2 separate regions of the Mus musculus genome follow, and region 1 is linked to region 2. Evidence: chromatin contacts called from public HiChIP or PLAC-seq data. All regions are on one chromosome and are shown on one strand. The core of a region is the stretch at or near the end of the contact, and the rest is flanking DNA. Distances in the headings are between cores, read along the strand shown. Region 1 holds the start of Fam168b (family with sequence similarity 168, member B). Region 2 holds the start of Dst (dystonin).

Region 1 (4,124 bases), core at 903-3,402, 930 kb before region 2:
TGTCTTTGTGTGCACTGATCCTGATACACATCTCAGAAGGTCCCCTCACCCATCCAGCTGCTGGGTGTCCACTTCTGAGGCTTCACCAACAGAGGATATTGCCTTTTTTAAAGCAGTATTTCCCAGCCACTGGTAAAAATGCCACCTTAATGTTTGTTTGCTTGAGGTTTTGTTTTGTTGCCTTTCTTATTGAAACAAATTCTTGATGGCCTAAGAACTCACCATGTAGGCCAGATGGCTTCAAGCTTGAGGCTCTCCTTATATCTCTGCCTCCAAAGTCCTGTGTCTTAAAGTTTTAACCTGAATTTTTTTGTGTGTATGTAGAGATACAGTTGACTTTTTTTTTCCATATTATTGAGACCTATTTATATGTTCTCGGCTATAACTGGTTCTTATTGGCCTCTGGAAGGTCTCAGAATACTAAAGAGATTAACCTTTTGTGGTGTTTCATTCTTAATCAAGTGCCTTTTAATTTTCCTTAAGGTGATTTCTCCAAAACATTTTCAAAATTTTAATGGAGACTGTTCTCTTTCACTAGTGGGCTCTGAGGACCCCCAGGCTTCAGTGCAAAGCTTTTTAACCTGCTAATCCCACTTCCTTGCCCCTCCAATCAGTGTTCCTCATAGGCATTGTTGGTGGCTTTTGACAAGAGAAGTTCTTTACTCCATATTTAGAAATGAACTTCCCCATGTTCTCTTCTTTTTTGTTTCCACACTTAAAAATGTATGCCTTTTTTAAAAGTTGGAATCTATTCTGGTGCATGAGTTACAGATACAGTCTATACGTTTGTGGTGGCCCCAGTACCAATAATTTAGTGATCCTTCTTCATCCTCAGCTAGTCATGTTTGCTGTGGAAAAAAAATGGTGGGAAAAGCCAGGCATGGTGGCACATGTCCTTAATCCCAGCACTTAAGGGCAGAGGCAGGCAAATCTCTGAGTCTGTGTAGCATACACAGTGTCAGCTCTCAGGCTAGCAGCCAAGACATCAACATGTAGATTTTTTTTTTGAACCTTTAAGATCCAAATAATAGCACCTAGTGATATGAAATATTTTATTAGATGTCAACTTCTCCCAATTGTTTTAGTATACTTCTGGATTTCCCATTACATTCCATTGGTTCATTATTTGTGCACTAGTGAGCTTATCGGCTGCAGCCTTTAAATATGCTTTCATATCTGATAGGAAGCTTAACTGCCCCTTTTTTACTATTCTCTATTCCCAAACATTTCCTAGCATGCATACTTGATGTTGACTTTTCTGTTTTGTGAAGCCAGTGTGGTTTGGGGCTTGCTCTAAGTGCTTGTTATTTCTTAGCTCTGTGACAGATGCAAGCTTACCGGGGTAAAAATCTTTTTGGTGGCCTTGGAACTGAAAGATCAAAAAGAAAAGAGGGTGGAGAGATGCCTCAGTGATTATTTTTCTTCTCTAGACAGAATTTTTCTGCATAGCCTTGGCTGATATCAATCCTTAGACCAAGTTGGCCTCTAACTTAGAGATCCCCCTGCCTCTGCGTCCCAAATGTTGGGGTTAAAGGCTATGTTTGCTGCTTGCTCTTATAGAGCACCTGGGTTCAATTCACAGAATGGTTCATAAACATCTGTAACTCCCTCTTCTGACCTCTGTAGGCGTTAAGCAGGTACTTGGCAGTGAACACACATTCTTGCAGGCGAAACACTCACACACAAAACGAATACATCTTTTTAAAGGGGGGTGGGGAATCCCAGAGATGGCTCAGAGAAGTTTCCATCACCACCGCACGTAGGAAAGCTAGAAATCCCCTGTAACTCCAGCTAGAGAGGATCACATGCCAGCACTCTTGTGAACAACCCCACACACAGCTACACACTTACACGCATATTAAAAATAAAATCTTAGGACTGTGCTCGGTGGCTGTCGCTTTAAGGCCAGTACTCTAGAGGTAGATGCAGGAAGAGCTGTAAATTCAAGGCCATCCTGGTCCAAAACCAAACAAGGACAAAACAGGGGAAATGCTTACAACGGGCCATAACTACTTTCTACAAGGATGTTTGCAGCCCGGTTTTAGCCGGAGCTTGAGCGGAGGCTCGCAGTCTAGGCGCGCGTCCTAGCATCCGGGCATCTCGCGCAAGCCTCTCGGGGCGCGCGCGCGCAGCTGCGTCACGTGCCCGGCGCGCCCCCGGCTGGCGCGCGGCGGGCGGAAGTGAGGTCGTGGGCTGCGGTGTCTGCGCAGCGTCGGCGGGAGCGGGGGCCGCGGCGAGGCTGGCGGGCGGGCGGGAGGCAGCGCGGGCCTAGCGGTCGGCCGCAACCGAGCGTCGTCTGGGCACTGCCCGTCGCCGAGCCCCACGCCGTGCCGGCTCGGGCCGGCGCGCGCCGGTCCCGGAGGCTCAGGCCACCGTGAGTACGGGAAGCATGGGGGCGGCAGCTCGGGGCGGGCGGGCGGGCGCGGGCCGGAAGTGCGGCGCTTTGTGCAGCGCCTGGTCGGGCCGCGCGGGGAGCAGGGGCGCCGCTTTGTCCGCGGCGGGCCGGGGGGCGGGGCGGGAAGGTCGCGGGGCCGCCGCAGACCCGGCGATCCCCCTCTCGCTGGAAAACGTGGGCTTCGGAGGGTACCTTAGCAAAGGAAGGACGTTCCGGGCCGTGGCCCAGGTTCATCTGAAAAAAGAGAAGGACGACCTGCCAGCGCGTCCTCGGCTGGGTGTTCTCTCTCGTGGTATCTCCTGCATTGTCTGAGCTGATTGTTTTAAGCACTCACGTAAACATCTTGGAGTGTTCTGCGTGCAAGGAGGTTTGCTAGTGAAAAGGTTCACATGTGCGCATACACACCTTACATTTAAAAAAAATTTAAAAAAAGAAAAAAAGGTTTGGGCAGTTCCTATGCCTTAAACTCTCCACTTCGCCTTGTGTAAGATGAGATGATTTTCTGTAGTATGACAAGATTTTAAATTAGAGTAGTTCTGGTGCAAGTAATTAGGACGGCCTTTAAAACTTCGGTAGGTCAAAGGCTAATGAGTGGTTTTCCCTTTGACAGCCAAGATTTGAGAAATCTAGGCCACCTTTCCTAATGCCGAAGCTACTGTGGTGGAAATCGTTGAAGGGCTTGCTTTCTTTAGTCTTTGTATAAAGCTGGCTCATTTTTTTTTTTTCGGTAGTGTCTGTAGTTTACTCGTGCAGCATTTTTGGAATGTTTTGACATGTGAGAAAAGCTTTACGGGTGTTAAAATTAATTGTAACCAGAACCAAATGAAAGTTAAGGTCTAGTAGGCGGGGGCTTCAGGGTTTTGAGTTGCTTGTCTCTGCATTCACCTAGGAGGTGTTGAGAAGCGGTTGATAGAATTGCCCTTCTCCTGACCTCCTGCCCCTAAGGGTGGAAGTGACCGTCTGTATAAGGCCAGTGCCTGGAACCCAGGAAGGAGGAGGAAACCGCTGGCTGCTGTTACTGGACTTTTCTCCAGTCTCAGATTGGTTTGGGCTAGCTCTACACCTGCCTTTCTGTCCATTTTAATGTTAGACAGAGATGAGAAGAAGAAGAAAAAAAATGCATGTTAAAAATAATTTTCGAAGGTCCTATGGTTTAAGGGAGTTGTCTTCCTAGCTTGTCTTATAGACGGTTAATTTTTATGGCCCAGCTGAGAACAGTTTCGAAGCATGAATGTGTTAGTGTCTCAGTAGTGATGCCTGGCTTCTGTCTGTGTTCTGTAGTTTTGTTTGTTTGAGATCAGACTTCTCTACAGAAAAGCCCGACGTTGTCTGGGAAGGGCACAGACAGCAGTGAATGCTGAATTTGGTGGACTAGAGAGTTTTCTTGCAAGACTACTCTCCTTGCTATCAGACATAAGGAAAACTTTCCAATGCTGATATTTTTCTAATCAATCTGTAATTTACTTATTTAAGCATCTATCTCTGGGATAGAGACAGTTACAGCACCATGAAATTCGTGTTGATATGAAACACTAGTAAGACCTTTAAAATGTTGCAGTTACCACTTCAGCTCAACACTAGTGTTTATGTTTTAAAACTCAAACTATGGACTAGAGCTATGGCTGGGCAGTTGAGAGTGCTCCGTGGTCATGCAGAACCTCCAGTTCTTCTCCCAGCACTGTTTTAGGCAGCTCACAACTCCCTGTAACCCGGGTCCAAAGGATCTGAC
Region 2 (4,418 bases), core at 1,099-3,598:
AAACTTGTGCCCTGCCCACTATTTACTTTGTTGCATTTAAATTTTACTTACTCTGCTCTTCAAACACTATTCCACCAGATCTAGTTCATGTGTAGTCCATGAACCTGACCTAATTTTCTAAAGACTTCATTTCAAATATTATCTCGATTTTTACAAATTTTTCTCTCTCTTCTCATCTTCCTTTTTCCTCTTCTTTCCTTCTTTCTTTCTTTCTTTTTTGAGACAGGATCTCACAATGTAGTTCTGGCTATCCTGGAACTCACTATATAGACCAGGCTGGCCTCAAAACTCACAGACATCCCCTGCCTCTGCCTCCAAGTGTGTGGATCAAATGTGTGCGCCAGCCACCACACCTGGCAATTTTCAGTTGAATTTTACAAAATGTACGATGGCTACCCAAAACTAAATACCTCCTATGAACTAATTATTTTTTTACATAATTTTTAAAAATGATTTCCACATACACCCCTACAGGGTACTGTTGGCCCTGTTTTGGCACACTGTTTTTCCACATACAGCCCGACCCCATAACCACACCCATACCCCCACCCCCACTAGTTAGTATAAAGCTAGATCCAGGCCTGCTGACAGTTGGCAAGCTCTTCTTCCACAAATCTTAACTAACACAGAACTCTCACTTCCAGTGTACATGCAATAGAGTTACTCAGCATGCAACATAGTAACATTATGCTAATGCAGCTAAGCTTAAATAATCACAGTCTAGCAAGGAATCCGGGGTGCAATAAAACCTCTGATGAACAAGTCAAACAAGATGTGAAGTAACTTCAGGTAACTAACAAAACTGTAGTAGGGGGCTAGACACCACAGTACTTTGCTAAGATGAAGACCCTGCATCATAAAGTAACCTCCATGGCCTGATATAGGCAGATTTCGCCCAAAGAGAAAAAACTTGAAGTGGGCAACTGGAAAGCCAGTGGGTCAGGCAGAGCTGTGTCTTGTTCTAACTGGAGGTGGTTCTCCTGCAGTTTCCTGCACTGGCAGCGTCCAGTCACCTACTCTAGATGGATAGTCTAGAACAGACACTAAGTACACACTCTGGCGTATCTTCTTCATCAACATTACTATCATGTAAAAACCATCCTGGGCAGCAAACTAAGCCCGTAGGGATGTCACCTGGAGTCTCAACTGGAGTTTGCTTCAAACTCTTCGGCAATAACGACCTAAGTGGTTTACACTGTGGTTTAGCTACCGACCTCCGGAAGCAACCAGGAAGTGCTTCCACCACAAGTGCAGATTGTAAGCTAAACTGATATCCATTCCCAGACTAAATTCTCTCTTTTAGGGGCTGCCCCTCCCACCTCTTGTAACGCAAACTCCACTACACTAGACACACACAAACACACACAATGCGCCCCAGGCGTGACTATGGAATTGCTTAAGAAGCATGTCACTTTGGGCTTAGGGACTGCAGGCTTCCCATTCGGTGCCCTACTGGCTTTTTAAACACGTATATGATTAATGCTGGTACTCAGGAAAGAAAGCTACTCTGACCTTGAGAGTGTGCGCTAAATAAATTACCTCAGAGCGAAAGTGATGAGATCTCAGAGCAGCATCTGGGGAGAAAAGAGGGAAAACGAGACTCCGTTAACTCCTTGTTCTCAGCCTAAAGAGTTACTGATCACTTACCTGGATTCGGGAAAGCACATTCTAGGTGTCTCTCTCCAATTCCGTGGGCATATTGGGGCGGGGCGGAGAGAGTATTGGACCATCTGTCTCTAAGGTGATTTCTCTGCAAGAAGTTCCAGCAAAGTTGGGAGAGGGGAGCCCATATCATCACGCCTTACTTTTTTATTCCTAAGCTCCAGCAAAGGCTTGGCAAAGATACGAGTACCTCAGCCCAGGACTCCCCTACAATTACCTTCTGGGCTCTAGCAAACTGACCCTAAGAATCGGAGCCTGATCCTTCCTTCCAGGACCTCCGAATCTCCGTGGTTATCCAAACCTGGTGACTCAGAGGATGGAGGTGAGGCCAAAGGGCCAGGGCGCGTTAAATAAATAAATGCACTTAGCTTGAGGAGTGGGCACTGAGTGGGCAGAAGAGGCAGAGAAGGCTTGAACCTCGCTTCTGCCCAGAAGAACCCAGCGGCGGCGTGTCTTACCTCTGCTTCTGGAACGACCCGAAAAGACCGATTTCATCGGATGTCTCCCTTTCTGGAGCTTGCGGTGCCAGCAGCAGAAGAAGACGATGGTGGCGACGGTGCCCAGCAGGAGCAACAAGAGGAAGAGAGCACATTGGATGCTGTAGGGTCTCAGCAAAACGAGGAAAGCGGCGGCGATCATGGTGCGGGCGAGGCGGGGGGCCGTGCGGCGCGGGGCTAAGGCTGCAGAGCGCGCGGGGCGCGGGGCGCGGGACGCGGGGCGGGCGCGGCGGACAGGGGCGAGCGCGGCTCAGCGCGTCAAGCCCGGCGCTCGCGGCCCCGCGCGCGGCCCAATGGCTGCACACCCCGCGCCGGCCCCGGAACGACTGATGGAGAGCAGCGGGCAGCTCTCGCCATGACTCAGCACGCGGCGCAGCGGCGAGAGCCGCGCCCCTCCCTCCGCAGGCGCCCCAGCCCGCGCGCAGCTCTCGGGCTCAGCCCCGCCCGGGACGCAGCCGGCTGGGAGCATCATCGGGTGGCCGCCCGGGGCCTCGGCGTCCTGAAGCCGGCGCACGTGGGGCGGGACGGGGCGCGGCGAGCCGGCGGGGGGCTCGGTGGGTGACGTCACGGGCTGCGGCGGCAGCGGCGGCGCGGGTGCGGGCGCGCGCGCATGGCTGGGGCCGGGACCGAGCGGCGCGCGCCCTCCAGCAGGTCGGTTCGGTGCGCGCGCGGCCCGCCAGGCCACGCGCCGGGCGGCGGTGCGCGGGGACCCCCGGGTTTCGCCTGTGTAAGCCTCCGCGGACCTTCTGCTGGAGGCCGACGTCAGGGGGCGCCAAGGAGCCGGGGGGAACCCGGGCTCCCGCCTCCCTGAGCCCGCCCGGAGGCTGGGGCTCGGAGGATGCAGCAGGGTGAGCTATTTGGTTTGGGGGCGGGGGTAGTCCCTGCGCATGGAGGCGCGAGCACCTGGAAGGGCCATCTCCAAGCTGGTCCAATCTTAGGAAAGGCGGCACGCCGCGGTCTGCAGGCTTGCACCCTACCACCCCCAAACTTGGTGCTGATTCTCAGCCCAGACGTGAGCTCTGCCACGGTCAAAGAACCCTGATTCATTTATTGGCTTTGTAGGGAGAGGTGATTTTAGATGTAAGGATCTGACATGATGAAGGATGAAGGAAGTTGGTGATTGATTGGCCTGTAGATACTGCAGGAGAAATTTTTAGGCACTGTCAGACAACGGCGATCGGTCACACTCGGGTACACACCCTTCTCCCCTTTGCCGTTTTTTTCCAGCTTCCCTTACATTCCGTTACAATCCGCAAAAACTGTATCGCAGTTGTGGGCTGGACACTTGACAGTGATCGCTGATTCGGTGCCAACGAAGAAGGCAAGGCGTGAGCGCTGCGGTGTGCTCTTTTGCGGAGGGCCTCTGCCACCTGGCGAGAAAGCCAAAGCTGCAGTGGCCGCCTGCAGCGTGTTGCGGCCTTAGCGGGCCAGTGCAGTGCTCTGCCCTGCTTGCCCCTAAGGCAAACTGGCTTTCCCTGTGGGAGTTGGATGATTTGTTTTCTTTCATTGACTTGTATTTTTTAAATTAACTATATGACATATGACAAATGAAATATTACATTTGTGCAATTTCTAGTAACTGGCTTGAAACTAAATAATTCGTAAAATTCCAAAAGTCAATTGAAGAATCGATAGGAATGTGTGTATTGTTGTCTAACTATATGAAACCAACTGTTCAGTTCTGCAAAAATGTGTAGCCATTAGTGACTGATAGGTGAATGATGTATTATCAAGTGTGAGCATTAAAAGAAATGCGGAAAGATGTTGCTTAGCCCTGATGCCAGGTTCATAAGCACGGAAAGCACAGGAAAATGTGCTCTTATTTGCATGTTGGCCTCCTAAAACAAATACAGATTGCTATTATATGCCACTCATTCTGTTGTTTGAGGCTGAGGATGGAAAGCACCTTGCTTGCCGACACTGAGGAAGGTGAGACTCTTGACTGTCAGACTGCGGGGAGCACTGGGTGCCAAACAGGCTTCACGGGTCCCTGGCAGTCAGCAGAGCTGTCTGGAACTTCTGCATCCCGTGCACAGAGCTGAAGGGCTCCTGACACTGCAGCCCACTGCAGTAAGAAACTGTATTCCTATCTGCTATGCAGGGGGGCGGGGGGGGGGGGTTGAAGAGAATCCCGAGATCTTGCAAAGTGTGGTACACCGCGAAAGGAAGAACCCAGCACGCTGAGCAGGGCACCGGAGGGTCGTTTTATACTGGACCAGAGTAACCTTCTGCAAACTGGGGGTGGTGCTAGCCGATGCG

What was found. HiChIP or PLAC-seq counts read pairs in DNA pulled down with a chosen protein or histone mark.
Region 1: a contact with region 2 is called in an HNF4G HiChIP or PLAC-seq map of pancreatic cancer cells. The contact joins the promoter of Fam168b here to the promoter of Dst in region 2. A contact is called at or near these places in 2 of 39 promoter capture datasets (cranial neural crest and frontonasal cranial neural crest) and 1 of 115 datasets of contacts at active chromatin or transcription factors (pancreatic cancer cells).

Annotation. Positions count from the first base shown.
Region 1 is chr1:34,841,078-34,845,201 of GRCm38.p6, reverse strand. Fam168b (family with sequence similarity 168, member B) reads left to right here and starts at 2,152. Exons shown (of 7, transcript NM_174997.2): 1 at 2,152-2,374.
Region 2 is chr1:33,906,155-33,910,572 of GRCm38.p6, reverse strand. Dst (dystonin) reads right to left here and starts at 2,348. Exons shown (of 103, transcript NM_001276764.1): 1 at 2,121-2,348; 2 at 1,540-1,574. The coding sequence starts at 2,301. It overlaps Bend6 (BEN domain containing 6), which reads left to right and starts at 2,952. Exons shown (of 7, transcript NM_177235.3): 1 at 2,952-3,007.